Linked DNA regions of Sus scrofa: region 1 is linked to region 2. The links are chromatin contacts, called in public HiChIP or PLAC-seq maps. All regions are on one chromosome and are shown on one strand. Each heading gives the region's core, a stretch centred on a gene start, on an enhancer-like site or on the middle of the called end of the contact. The rest is flanking DNA. Distances are from core to core; before and after follow the strand shown.

Region 1 (7,334 bases), core at 712-3,211, 110 kb before region 2:
GGTGCTAAGAAGGCATGTGGTTAGGCTGAGCCAGGGTCGCGGTGTGCTGAGGGTGAGCAGCAGGAGGACAGCGGAGCAGAGGAACTGATGGTATTGGCCAGGGAGTGATTAACGTGAGTGGTTAAGGGGGTCTCTGCTGGACTTGGAGGAGAAGGGGACCAGAGGTGTTGATGAAATCAAGCAATGGTGTGCTGGAGCGATGGAGTGGTAGGAGGATGTGGTTAGGGTTTTTTTTTTTTTTTTTTCCTTTTTTGGCTACCCTACAGCATATGGAGTTTGTGGGCCAGGGATGGGATCCGAGCCGCATTTGTGACCTAAGCTGCAGCTGTGGAAATGCCAGATCCTTAATCCACTGTGCAGGCTGGGGATCAAACCTGTGTCCCAGTGTTTCCAAGACACCATCGATCCCTTTATGCCACAGTGGGAACTGGAGGATGTGGTTAGGGAGGTACATGTGAGTGAAAGATTTCAGATCTGGGGCAGTTAATTACTGGACATGACAGGCTCCACAGACGTATGTGGCTGAAGTGAAGCAAACTCGTGAAGATGAGTGAAGTCAAGGAGGTCAGGAGCAGACTGGAGCGTTGTCTGGGTCATCCATGTGGTTATCCAAGCCATCAAAAGGATGGCAGGACATTTGGGGTGGAGAGAAGGAAGGTGTGCCAAGTCTTTGGTGAATGATGTACCAGCAGTGAAAGGAGGTGTGATGGCCAACCTACAGGAATCTCCGAAGGTCAGAGTATTTTTGCCCGAGGGCAGTGGAAGAGCAGTGCTCTGGAAGCTTTTTTGCTTGCAACGTCTCTTTGGAAGAAATTGGCTTTGGGCCAGGTTCACTATGCTTCTGAAGGAATCCCAATTCCAAGAGGGCAGCATGGATGACATGTAGTATGGGAAATCTTCTGAGGGTCTGTGGTAAGAATATAGATTCCAGGGCTCCACCCCAGTCCACTGAATCTAATTAGAATTTCTAGGAGAGGGGACTGAGAATGTGTATTTTAACACCCCCCCCCAAATTCTTTAGAATTAGGGAGGTTTGGGAATGCGGCTATAGTGGATAAGAACATAGGGTCTGGAGGCTGACTACCTGGGTCTGAAGTGAGGCTGGTGACTCTTGAGAGCTTGCCTTCTGAGTCTGACTTCAGAAGCTCTGAATTAAAAGACCCTCCATTAGAGGCAAACACCCTGATGAAAGCAAGGAGAGATTGCTGGTGATGACAGAGACAAAAATGCTCTACAGAATAATTCAAAGTACAGTGATATGGGGACATTCATGAGGAAACAGACTTGTTTGCCCCAGTGGTCTCTGAATACATTAATCACAATTACTGTTCTGGTCATCAGGAATAGGTCAAATTATAGTTTGGTTAGCTCAGAAAGGTGGAGAAGGAAATAATACAATTTAATTTATAAGCTTGCATGTTTTAGTGCTTTGATTATGAGTAAAATTACCTTATGTGACACAGCTCTGTCTCTGAAGATACTGGATTAAAAAACCTTTTACTCTGTGACAAGCCAGAGATACGAGCAGTTATTATCCTGGAGGGGCTGCGTACATGACCAGATGCTTAATGCCATGATACCAGCAGCCCCACCACCCCATTCTCCCTATTTTCATGAAGAAAATTCTGTTCCTTTCCATGACAAGGAAGAGGAATCCAAAAAGAGATTAGCTGCTGGGGAGGGAACTTAGAGGTTGCCATGCTTGTATGACTCCTTGTCTGACCCTGTTGTAAGGAGGGCTTGAGTTTAAATTGAGTGTTTAGAATATTAAACTATACTTACTGCCTGGTTTGTCAAGCCCAGACACCACTGCTATGGGAAAACAATATTGTCAGCCCTGCTAGAAGTGGCTGCTTTAGGACCTTCAGCTAAAACTTGGGTGGCTCTATCATGTGCTGTATTTCTTAATTCCTTGTAGCACTGTCGGTACTGAGGAGACTGGCTTTCAAACTGATGAACTGGGTGCCAGACATGGCACAGCATCTTGGCTATATCCCTGCCACTTAGCGCTTTCCACGTGGTCTCATCTCCCTGGTGAACTGCAGGCAGCCATTTCAATGCACATTTTGAGATTTAGAAAGTGTGGCAATGGAGGTTTAGCAATGCCAGCTCCACCAGAACTTTCTGTTTGCAAGTTGAGACTTTTAAAAAGTAATATCCTTAAAAAAAATAAAACAGGAATTGAGAGTATTTTTCTCTTGTAGAAAAACATTTTCTTCTAAAGCTGAGAAATACTGAACAGAGGCCAAAGAAGATTTTTAATGATACTACCATGCTATCTAGTATCACACTTTCCTACCCTCCAGAGCCTTGAAGCCTCTGCAGTGTCATGGTGTCATTTATAGTGTCTGAATTACTAGGAGTATTCAGCCTGTGAAATGTATGCCTGCTTTGAACTAGGCACCTTGGGGTTGAAAAAAAAGGTCTCTGGTTTCAAGGAACTTACTTTTTCTTAAGTTATATGAGGTTGCATTTAAATCTCTAACCTCAGAGTTCCTGCTGTGGCACAGTGGGTCGATCCCTGGCCCTGCATAGTGGTTTAAGGATCTGGCATTGTTGCAGCTTTGGCGTAGGTCGAAGCTCCGGCTCAGATTTGATCCCTGGCCTGAGAATTTCCATATGCCTCAGGTGTGGCTGAAAAAGAAAAAAAAACAAAAAAACAAAAAACCTCTAACCTCAAGCAGACCATGCAGTGTGCTGTGAAGGAGGTATAATCAAAATGTGGGATTATAGATAAAAAGAGAGCTTATTTCTGGTTTGGGTGGAAGTGGCAAGAGGGAATATTTGTAATCAGTCTGGATCTTGAAGGTTAGGTAGAGTTTTAAACTTTTTTTTTTTTTTTTAATTCTCTGTTTACTATGGTATCATTTAATTTAGCAAAACTATAGAGATATTTTGGTGCCTAATGAATTAGCTTTTGGTTATCCAAATGACTCACTCATCCTGAATGCCTCGGGCTATAATTATTTTGGATAACTTATGTCTCTGTAACGTATGAAGTACTAAGGAATGTATGGTAGAGAAGGGCTTTTATGGAAGCCTTAAAGATAATCTTGGGATCATAGCAGACATCTCAAATCCCCAAGGAAATGGAAGCACAGTGCTGTGGTGGTGAATAGAAAACCAGACTGGTAGGGGAAGGCATAGGTCTGGGTGTGTGGTTTAGGCTCTGGGGGAGGATGGAGCCCTGAGTGATACTGGTGAGGACTTGGTGGGAAAGGAGAAGTCGGCCCATTAGGAGTCACTGTCTCGTTTCTGAGTATCCTCGGGAAAGGTGGGCAGGGAGGGTTGGAGAGCCCTGTAGGATGGGACCTTAATGAATCCAAGGCTGCCAGCTCCTCCTGGTTCTCCCCTGCTCTAGTGTGGCTGAGCACACCGTGTTTTCCCGGAAGGCTGTGAGGCCATGCCCAGAATTCCTTTTCCTGCCCTGAGCCTCTGTGGTCCTTGTTACTGGGCTTGTCCTGCCTCAGACCTGTGTCTTCCTGCCATAGCGTGGATTCTGTCTTGTTGATGTGTATCCCTCTGTGTGAATCCTCACTCCTTTAGGAAGCCCTCTTCTTGCCATGCTAAGTTAGTGATGGCTGAGCTGTTGTACCAGCCTTGCAAATGGTTATATTATGCCCAAGACTTTGCAGTTTTTACTTTCCCATGTGAAGCCTCCATTTTCCGTCTTCTACTTCCTCCATCAAGCCAACATTTAATTTTCTAGGAAGCTGGAAAAATATACAATCCTGGGGCCCTGGCTCAGAAATCTGATCCCCTTGGGAATCAACATATACAGGTTTGATAAGATAATGTTTCCTTTTTTGTTTATTCCTAATAATGCCGATAACATCTTAAAAGCCAAGGTATTTGGCAATACCATATGCTCCATTCTACCATGCAGGTGACTAAAGTAACTCTAAGAAAATGAATTCAGTTGCTCACCAATAATGTACTTATTGTGTGTCTGCTGTGTGTCAGGTACTGTGCTAGACACCAGTGGGGAGCAAGTCAGACATGGCCTCTTTCTCTGGCCTCATGCCACAGACAGTCTGGTGGCTCCATGGCCAGGAGGCCATGATAGATTTGCAAATTCACGGTAAGCCCGAGGCAGGAAGGCCCGGTGTTTAGTCCTGCTTTTGCCTTTTATCAGTTACACGACCTTAGGTGTTTGCATCTCTTCTATCAACTGGAATAAACCTTTTAAAAAGGTTTTGTAGCGCTTAAATGACAGTACCTCAATAAGAGTTTTAAAAAGGTTAAATTACTGTATATGCAAATATAGGTGGAATAAATCAGCCCCTGCCTCATTCAATAGAAATAGCTAGTGGGGGTTTTCCACTACTCTGTGGCTTCAGAGAATCACTAAAATCAGTATTTGGACTATGTGTTATTAATATTTCACTGTTATAATGTTTATTAATAATAAATAAGAAAACCAGGAGTTCCCGTCATGGTGCAGCAGAAACGAATCTGACTAGGAATCATGAGGTTGAGGATTCTATCCCTGGCCTCACTCAGTGGGTTAAGGATCCGGCGTTGCCGTGAGCTGTGGTGTAGCTCGCAGGCGTGGCTCGGATCTGGCATTGCTGTGGCTATGGTGTAGGCTGGCGGCTACAGCTCCAATTAGACCCCTAGCCTGGGAACCTCCATATGCTGCAAATGTGGCCGTCAAAATACAAAAAGACAAAAAGACAAAAAAAAAGAAAGAATGAAAACCAGCTCTTTTTTGGTACCTGGGGTTAATACAGGCTACTTAGTCAACCCTAAGGAACTGTACATTTAATACGTATTGGCATTATTTTAGAAAGCAGTGCTTCTAGATATTTATTATATAACCAGAAATTTATTACTACTGTGATAGTGCTAATAATCTAATATATACTATGGAATTATAGTACAGTAAGAAAAAATGTATTTGAATAGTAATTATAAAATAAAAAGTATCCTTTGTAAGTAGAAGCTGTTTTTGGTTTTTGCAGATTTGGGTAAATAGTTTTGACCTGCCTGGGTCCTCTTTGGTTCTGACCTTCTGTTGTTTTTATGGTCCCTCCTACCTGCTTATCACAGAAGAACTAAGACCTTCCATTGTAGCAACGTAGACAAGACCCTTAGTCTTTCTGAGCCTCAATTTAATCATAAAATGTGGCCTTTTTCTTGGCCATGCCAACTTCACAGGGTTGTTGAGACATTCCTGTTGGAGTGGATGTGAAGGTTCCCATTCAGTTGTAGGTCAGGTAATTCTGGCCAATGAATGCCCCAGAAGGGCTATGTTTTGGTTTACAGCACAGCCCTTGTTCAAGTTTCCTGATTCTTCCTTATCATAATTCAGTGCCCTCTACATCCTTTTGTCCCATTCTCATTTAGTAGCATTTCTCTTTATACCCAGTTGGCCATTAGCCAATGTTTATTGAGTTCTGCTGTGTGTTAGGCATTGTGTAGCATACTGTGGATGCAGAGGTGAGAAGACTAGACCCGGATTCCAGAGTGCCTGTTTGAGTCCAAGACTGCAGGTCAGCTCTTGCCTGCATTTCTAGCCTGCTGGTCCTCTCTACAGATTTCAGAGTTGCCATCCCCTATAATCATGTGAACCAGTTCCTTAAAATAAACCTCTTGATTTACGTTTGTGTACACACACACACACACAAACACAAACACACACACACACACCCTATTGGTTCTGTTTCTCTGGAAAACCCAAACTGATATGGTACTCAACAATGCTTGTCATTATCAGTGTAGGAAGAGGAGGAGCAAGTGTGGTAAAAGCAAGCTGAATTTGAGGTGCCCATGGAATCCACATGGAGATATGGCAGGTAGATGTAGCCAGGGTGTGGAGCGCTCACATGAGTGGTCTGGACTGCAGATATATAGGTTTGGAAGTCACCCATATGTAGCTGTCAATTACAGTTGTGTTTGTGGATGATTTCAAACAGAGTAGAGCTTGTTTTGTTTTGTTTTTTGTTTTTGTCTTTTTGTCTTTTCAGGGCTGCACCCAAGGCACATGGAGGTTCCCAGGCTAGGGGTCTAATCGGAGCTGCAGCTGCTGGCCTACACCACAGCCACAGCAACTCAGGATCCGAGCTGCATCTGCAACCTACACCACAGCTCACGGCAACACCGGATCCTTAACCCACTGAGTGAGGCCAGGGGTCGAACCTGCAACCTCATGGTTCCTAGTCAGATTCATTTCTGCTGCGCCACGATGGAAACTCAAAACAGAGTAGAGCTTGTAAGGTAAGAGGAGGGTTCCAGATGGAACCCTAGGAAACACTAACATTTAGGGGAGAGGTAGAGGAAGAGGAGCCAGTAAAGAAAACCAAGAAGGAGTAGATGGAGAAGAAGGTCAGGAGAGAGCAGGTCTTGTCGATCAAGGTGGGGGAGAATTTCAAGAAGGAGGGAGTGCAGTGCTATCAAGTGCCATAAAATCATCGAGAGAAATGTCGGCACCTGTCCACTGAACCTCACTCTTAGGAGGTGTCATTAGCAGTGACTGTTTCAGGGAAGTGCCCATCGTGGCTCAGTGGTTCATGAACCCCACTAGTGTCCATGAGGATGTGGGTTTGATCCCTGGCCTCGCTCTGTGATCCGGCATTGCTGTGAGCTGTGGTGTAGGTTGCAGATGTGGCTTAGATCCCATGTTGCTCTGGCTGTGGCCTAGGCCAGCAGCTGTAGCTCCAGTTCAGCCCCTAGCCTGGGGACCTCCATATGCCTCAGGTGCAGCCCTAAAAAGCAAAAAAAAAAAAAAAAAAAAAAAAAAAAAGGGAAGGACTGTCTCAGCGCGTCATAATTCATCACCCAGGGTGATGACCCGAGCTGATGAAGTGGAGATGCCTGTTTGCTGCTGCTACTTTGAGGAGCTCAGTTAGAAAGTCTGAGGAGAAGGAGCGGTGGGCTTCCTGAGGAAAGGATGATTTTAGGATGGGCAGGGTTCTAGCATGTTCAGAGGCAGAAGAGACAGAGCTGGAGGAAAGGAAGAAGGCAGAGATTCAAGTGAGAGAAAGGATGACTGATTGATTAAGGTCTCCTCCATAGATAGAGGGACATGCACAGGGGTGGTTGTAGCATTATGGGGCGGGGGACTGCCTCTTCCACTTGGCGTGGAAAGGGGAAGGGCCATTTGGGGATGCAGAGCTGTAGAAGCTGGGATGCTGGAAGTTTTGCCCTCATAAAAGCTTTTCTTTGTGAAGTAGACCTTGGGCAACAACTGACAGCTAAGGGAAGATGGTGAAGAGAGATGAAGGTTTAAAATTACTGCTGTGGGGCTTCAAAGTGGAGGCTGGTTATTGTTCCCCCTTGTCTACTGAATGAAAGTTACAGGCCACAGTCTGCCTTGAGCCAGTTCTGCCAGA
Region 2 (7,172 bases), core at 3,597-6,096:
GCTAAAGCACACCTCCTGATCTGTTCGGTGGGAATGCGTGACAACTTGGGAGGACGAGTGGGGAAGTCTCCCCCTGGGCAGTCCAGGAAGGTTCCATTCCCGGGTCACCGGAGTGCCTCCTCCAGAAAGAAGTGCACGTAGCGGAGATTATGCTGAACAGAGGGAAACTGAGTCATCCCTGGAGCCATCAGGCAGCTGGTAAGAGGACACTTTTTCCTGGGTGGGAAGTACCAATAAGCAGGGCTCGTCATTTGTTAAGGAGAGGTTGGCAAATATGCCTAAGGACCAGGATTAAAGCCCAACTTTTTTTTTTTTTTTTTTTTTTTTTTTTTGTCTTTTTGCCTTTTCTAGGGTCACTCCTACAGCATACGGAGGTTCTCAGGCTAGGGGTCAAATCCGAGCTGTTGCTGCCGGCCTACGCCAGAGCCACAGCAACATGGGATCTGAGCCGCATCTGTGACCTACACCACAGCTCATGGCAACGCCAGATCCTAACCCACTGAGCAAGGCCAGGGATCAAACCCGCAACCTCATGGTTCCTAGTTGGATTCATTAACCACTGAGCCACAGTGGGAACTCCCAAGCCCAGCTTCTAATATTCAGATGATTGAAATTCTGTTGGGTGATCGTGCTAGAAGAGCCCCTTGAAATAAAGCAAGTCCTTGGGAACCGGTCAACTGACCCTGTGGTGCTGCAGCCTCTGGCAGCAGCTTGCTTAGGTCCTAGCTGTGGGCGGAGTGGGCGGTAGTGGCCTCCAGACCTACTGAGGACTCTGGCTGAGACAGGACAGTTGAAAAGGGAAGGACGACTCATTCTGTTCCAAAGCTAGTTTGTGGGTGACCAGACACCACTTAAGAGTTGTTTCTCCCCCAGCAGAACTAACATGGTGAGATGATGAGCTCAAGTTGAAAGACCCGTGAGTTTCTAGCCCCAGGCCTGGCCTTGGGTGATGAGGTCCAGGAGGTGCCTGGTCCAGAGAGAGGCGTTGCCCTCACCGCTCAGGACCACAGGTCTTTGTTAAGGGCAGTGTCCTCAGCTGAGGTCAGAAACTGCTCCTGCCTTTTCCCCACAGGGTGGCCTGTGGAGTGGGGGTTCTGGACCTGAGACCTGTGCACACATGTCCCTGGATGAAGGTCAAGGCCTAGCCCTTTGAACTCGTCCTGGTGGGCCGGGCAGCAGGGGCAGTTCCTGTTGGTGGTGACAGAGGCCCTGCAAGGAGCCAGTCCCTCCCCTCGCCTCTGCCCCCCGGTACCACGGACCTCCTCCCTGTCCTGCCCTTTTGCTTCCTTCTGTCCAAATCAGCAGCTCTGGACCTGACCACGCATTCAGGTCACCTGGAGAGCTTTTGAAAAACTCTTGGAGTTCCCATCGTGGCTCAGTGGTTAATGAACCCGGTAGCATCCATGAGGACACGGATTCGATCCCTGACCTCGCTCAGTGGGTTAAGGATTTGGCATTGTGTGGTAGGCTGGCAGTTGCAGCTCCAATTCGTCCGATTTGACCCCTAGCCTGGGAACCTTCATATTCCGCGGGTGCGGCCCTAAAAAGACAAAAAAAAAAAAAAAAAAAAAAACCCAAAAAACAAAAAACAACACTCATAAGGCCCAGACCACCAACACCGTGTTCTTCAGAAGCTTCCCGGGTGACGCATGACCCAGTGGATGGGAGGTGGTGCCAGCCCAAGCCATCACACCGCGGGGACATGGACTGCGTGTGGTGAGGCAGGCCACTACCCACCAGGGGCCAGTTCATTTTGTCCCACGTGAGGGTCTTCCCCCGACCCCCACCTCCCCGCTGGGCTTCCTGGGTCATTCAGTTGTCAGGTCTGGAGGAATCTGAGGTGAAACTGTCCTGTGAACTTGCTCGAATTTGCTGTCATGTTTTTTACCAGGAAAAAAGGATCAGGATGCTTCCAGTGAAAGGCAAAGGCAGAGTCACAGGAGCACCCAGAGGAGGAATGTCCCAGGTCTGTGAGGCTGCCTTAGAGACAGCAGAGCCAGTTACAGGAGGGAATGTCCCGTTCAGGATGCACGTGATCAGCACCCACGGCGAGGAAGTCTCGCAACAGCAGATGGCCCACCCCACAGCCAGTGCAGAACCTCTTCCCTGGCCGACCGGGACTCTAGGAAGACGTGGGTCAGAAGAGCCTAGTTAACGCCACCCTTGGCACCCAGACCCCCCTCCTCCGGGTTGGACCACGAAGCTCTAGGAAGAAAGCCCCAGGACCAGCAAGAACCTGAGCAGTGGGGCTCCAGTTGATCGAATTCTGTGGTCCCACGTCTCCAAGTGGCTGGGGTTCAGGGGCCTACATGGACCAGGATGAGGCCAAATCCGAGAACTCAGGCAGTGGACGTCTTGGTCTGACTTTTCACACAGGAGAGGGATGCCTCTGACTGACAACTCTCTCAGCAATTCGAAATCTGTCTTGGGGTTGTCTCCAAAGACATCTTGGTCTCTCTAAAGCCAGTGACCATCCTTTTGACCTGCACTGTCACACCAGGGTGGTGTGACAGGGACCCTTTTAAGAACCGAGCATGCTTGTGTCCCTTCAATGGCAGATCGCAGGCTTCCTGGGCTGGCTTATTGTGCCTGTCCCCACTCATCCATCAGGCAGGCAATGGTTTGCCTGTACGGCATGATTTTTGATCCACGTCAGCAGAGACCACAACAAAATTAGCCACAGGCAACTAAGAGTGGCACCCAGAAACCTACATTTGAATGCTTCGAGTTTTAGTCTGTGTTTGGCTATGCCCGCAGCATGCGCAAGTTCCTGAGCTGGGGATCACAGCTGTGCCGTAGCAGCAACCCGAGCTGCTGCAGGGACACCAGGTCCTTAACCGACCACGCCACAAGAGAACTCCACCACTTGTTTTTTTAAGGAGAGGTTTCTGTGGAACTGGAAGGGACTCTGGTTCCTTCCTGCTCACCTTTAATCCCGGCTGGCCATGGCAACCTGGACTTGCTCACAGGCGGGCTGCCCCATCGGCAGACAAGCTGGAGGAGAGGGTGGCTCACGCCACTTCACAGCCTTGAGGAAGATCTGCTTGACCGGGAAGTTAACGGACACTCCCCACCCGCTTCTACTGCAGAACGACTCAGGCAAGCAACCCTTGTTAACGGGTTTCCCGATAGCACTTTCCCAAGCCTCCAAAAGAACGTATGGGTTCAAGGACACGAGGATGGTTTACTTGGCAATTAGGTCTTAGAAGGGCAGCAGAACTAGCAAGTGGCCCACGCTGAGCCCAGATGGGGGAAGAGACCTTGTGGGAGCTGCATGCTGGCTGTCCTGAGGCCCCTCCGTGCCCACGGCCCAGGCACCAGCCTCCGTCCTTGGAGGTGGGGCTGCCTGCCCGAGCCTCCCGGGTCTTTTCACCAGCTGGACAGAACCTGCCGTGCGCGCAGCAGCGTCCTGCAGCACCACGAGGCAAGCAACCAACTCCTGAAGCCCACTCCTGCCTGAGGGAAAGCACACCGAGTCCTCTCTGCCTTTGAGGAAACATGTCAGCAGCACCGGCTTTGCTCCTTCTCCCCCGCCCCGACTCTGCCCGATCCTGACAGCACTGGCGGTCCCAAATCAACCCGCCAGCGCCGGGCAGCTGCCAGTGCCGGGCAGCCACCGCCGCCCTCCTCTCAGGGTGCCCCTCCAACGGTGCGGAGCAGGAGGAGCAAAACCTCAGCACAGTACCGTGGGAAGGAAGATGGACTGCTGTCTTTGAAAAAGTCCCTTTCGGGAGGAAAGCTCGTCCAGTAAAATTTAAAATTTTTAATAACATTTAAATTATAAACCAAACGTTGGCAACCATATATAGACATGTTTGCTATGGACAGCTGACTGTGAGGTCATACTTTCAAACACAACTTGAGAATTAGTTTAAATAAATCAATGTCTTCTCAGAAATTGTATAATTTCTGTCGGTTTACAATCCATGATATGGAAAATTTCATGTTAAATAATTTACCAGCTACCCTAAAAGTAAGCTATAGAAAACTGAATCACTATTAGGATTGAGTAATAACAAGGCTTTAACGGCTCAGTGGTTCTTCTGAAGAGTATATATAAATCTTGAAAAGGTAACACTGTTAGTTGAGCTGTAAAATCCATAAAAATAACAGTTCTGCCACAGTGCACAGAGAAGTTTGTTCATTTTGTTTCCCCAATCCCCCCACCAAGCAGCTTTCAGGTCAGAAGTGGAAGACATAGAAAATCATACATCCTACATGAAGGAATGAAGACAGTGAGAAACAGAGTGTGTGCAAAAAAGAAACTTTACAATTCCACACTGCAACGTCACGTATGTCTACGAACAGGACTGGACTGCTTCCACGAATACTGGAGATCCCCTCGGCCTCCTCGTGCAGTGTCGTCTGGCAGGCTCAGAGCCAAGGTCGTGGCTTTCGCTGCAACAGGGAACGAGGTCTTCGGTCTGAGCCGGGGTGGCAGCGGGGCTGCGGAGGGCGCCTTGCTGAGGGAGGACACGATGCTCGTGTGCAGGGGTTTCCTGAACGCACGGGGACAGTCCCCACTTGACCTCTGCCTCGATGACTGGCTTTTCCACTCCGGCCATGCCGGTGCCCATCATCCTGACCACGGTCTGGAGCTGTCATCTTGCTGCGGGTCTCGCTGCTGACATGGAAGGAGGCACCGCCCAGTTTTCAGCCCTGGGGCCCTCACACTCCCATGGCCCTGGGACACGCTGTCGCTGTCCTGGCTCCAAGCGGCAGCCCGGGGCTCGGCTTCCTCTGCTGGCCCCTCTCGGGGCAACCCAACGGCCCAGGACTGCCCAATACCACTATTTTTAACACGAGTCCCTGCGTGTGCCAGGCTGGGTAGTGCTCCTGACTGGGCGGCGTGCCCTTGTGCTGTGTCCTCCTCTCCAGGCAGGCCCTGTGCTCCTCCGCCCTGGCCCCAGGACCAGACTAAGGGGACATCTAGGCTCCCTCCCTGCCTGGCTGTCAGTTTAAAGCTACAGACTGTGTAAACTTTTGTTTCCCTCGCCCAGCAAGGCTGCTCCCCCTCCTCTCCTCTCAGGAATGTCAGCGGTCCTCAGAGCCGCCTGTGCCGCTGGCTGAGGCCACCTCTCTCCCCCAGGAGCTGCGGCTGTGGTCCTGGCCCCACAGATGGACGGCTCCATCTCCGGAAGTCAGGGCCGTGTGTGCTTAAATGCGAGACACAGTACGTTTCTGCCTTCCCCGGAGCTGGGGCATGGAGGCCCAAAACAGGAATACATCTCATTAATGGCATGGTTTTCGTCTAGCGTTCACTGCTGGGACCCAGCCTCCAGGCGGCGGGGCCAGGAGGGCGGCCACGGCAGGCCGCTTCCCAAGAACCCAGTTCACGGCACTCTGCGGGGTGCTCGGCCCCGGCTGCTCTCTGCGAGGCTGGGGCACAGCTAGAGGCGGTTGTCTCCATTGACCCGAGTCCTTCGTGGGGCCCTGGATGGAAAGGAAGACTGTCCTTAGCGGCAGCAGCGGGCCCTGCGGCCAGCTGGGGGAGCCCCCGGACAGACGAAAGGGAGGTGCCGCCAGAGGGGGTCCAGACACTCCTTCCCGCCTCTCGGGCCCCTGCGTGCTCCAAGCCGGGCACTGGCCTCTCCACCCGCTCCTCACCTTCGCTCCCGACTGTCAAAATGGTCTGCGAGATGCTCCTGGGAGATGCGGAAGTCCTCAAACGGCTGCTGGTAGCGGGCTTCGAAGGAGCCCTCCCGGGCCCGGCCGTGTGCCGGCTGGCCAGAGATGTCGTAGCCCCGCTCCCGCAGGGACGTCCCCCCAAAGGGACTGAGGTCGCTGTTCTCCTGCTTCAACAGGGGCAGATGCACAGGGGTCGGCAGCTGCCCGGCCCCCGGAGCCCTGGGCCCGGCGCTCGCCCCGCCCGGCCAGTTACCTTGACGGGGAAAATGTCGAGCTTGATGAGCAGGGAGGCCAACTCCAGGTCCTCGCTGTAGTTGTTCTTCAAAGGCACCGCTCTGTATCCTGGGAGGAGGCCTGGCCCTCAGACCACGGGGAAGGCGGGCGAGGGCCCCCACCCCCAAGCCAGACTGGGGAGAACGACCCCCAGGAGGGGCTCTTACCCGTCTTCAGTCCCTTCACCGGGAAGGTGGCCTGAGCCAGGAAGTTCTGGTCGCTAAACATGTCTTCTTCATACACCACAAAGCGCAGGAAGGCAAATTCGGGGTTACTGATCTGGAAGTGGAAGAGCTTGGCCGGCCACACGGGGTTCAGTCCGTTGTCCACTGTGAAAGCAAAGGCAGAAGGCCTCAGGCCACCGCTAGGAGGGAACAGGGTCATGGGCGTGAGGGGCCTTTCGCACCCTGAGGGGGAGGCTCACCCACAAACTCTGTCTTCTGCTTGATGCTGTCATACTCTGCTCCGGCCACCTCAATCTCCACAAAAGGACACACAATGCCTCGGCCATTCTTCGGCAGATGCCGGGCCCCCAGCACCTGCAAGGCAGGCAAAGACTGGCTGGGACAGTCCTTCGGCCTCCCCCGGGGCCCGGCTGTGCAGTGGAGCAGTGCGCCCTCTGCTGGGCCCCAAGGACACTGCCCGTTAAGTCTTTCAAATCAGCAGGGCCCTAAGAGCCTCTGCGGCAAAAATTCAAGTTTTAGCTTTCACCACAAATTTCAAGTGAGCTTTTGCAATCTATTTCACATGAGATCCATGTATATTTTAACACAGAAAATTTAAATTATTTCCCCCAGGACAAAAAATGGAAATCTCTTCTCTGGGAAAACAAACATGTTCACCCTACACGATCCTCACTCCCCTCCGGCCCCTTCACCCTGAGCCCTGCAGCACCAAGCTGTCCACATCACAGCTTCTCACCAGGGTCATGGCAGCGCTCAGATGCTACACAGCCCTGGGGCTTCGGTGGGGGTCAGTCATTCTTACCCACGCCCCATCCTAGGCAGTGCCATCTGGCTTGTTCCTAGCTCCCCACTGGTACCAGCTTCCTGCCCGTCTCCTGCCTACCCCTGCCAGGCTACTGTGGCTTGGCCTTCCCGGACAGCCTGACTCCTTAGTGCCAAGAACTTGCCACATTTAGTCTGGCTGCCCCAGCCTGTGCCGCTCAGAACCCAGGATGCTTGTCACTCCTCAGAGGACAGTGACAACCTCCTCAGGCTCAAGGGCAGCCCAGTGCCCCCTCCTTCATTAACTCACACCCCAGCCTTGAG

The links. HiChIP or PLAC-seq counts read pairs in DNA pulled down with a chosen protein or histone mark.
Region 1: a contact with region 2 is called in an H3K27ac HiChIP or PLAC-seq map of skeletal muscle. The contact joins two enhancer-like sites. A contact is called at or near these places in 1 of 5 promoter capture datasets (fetal liver) and 2 of 2 datasets of contacts at active chromatin or transcription factors (alveolar macrophages and skeletal muscle).

What each region holds. Positions count from the first base shown.
Region 1 is chr17:43,948,063-43,955,396 of Sscrofa11.1, reverse strand. It overlaps a transcript of ZHX3 not described here. Among named protein-coding and RNA genes, the nearest start is that of LPIN3, 42 kb to the left of the region's middle. Within about 2 kb of position 1,961, at least 5 of the 83 cell types and tissues checked have an H3K27ac peak or open chromatin away from gene starts, as enhancers often do. A contact at or near this core is called in skeletal muscle, where this site is marked.
Region 2 is chr17:43,841,130-43,848,301 of Sscrofa11.1, reverse strand. It overlaps PLCG1 (1-phosphatidylinositol 4,5-bisphosphate phosphodiesterase gamma-1), which reads right to left. Exons shown (of 32, transcript XM_021078388.1): 28 at 6,326-6,440; 29 at 6,069-6,230; 30 at 5,882-5,970; 31 at 5,608-5,795; 32 at 3,749-5,433. The coding sequence ends at 5,391. Among named protein-coding and RNA genes, the nearest start is that of ZHX3, 14 kb to the left of the region's middle. Within about 2 kb of position 4,846, at least 5 of the 83 cell types and tissues checked have an H3K27ac peak or open chromatin away from gene starts, as enhancers often do. A contact at or near this core is called in skeletal muscle, where this site is marked.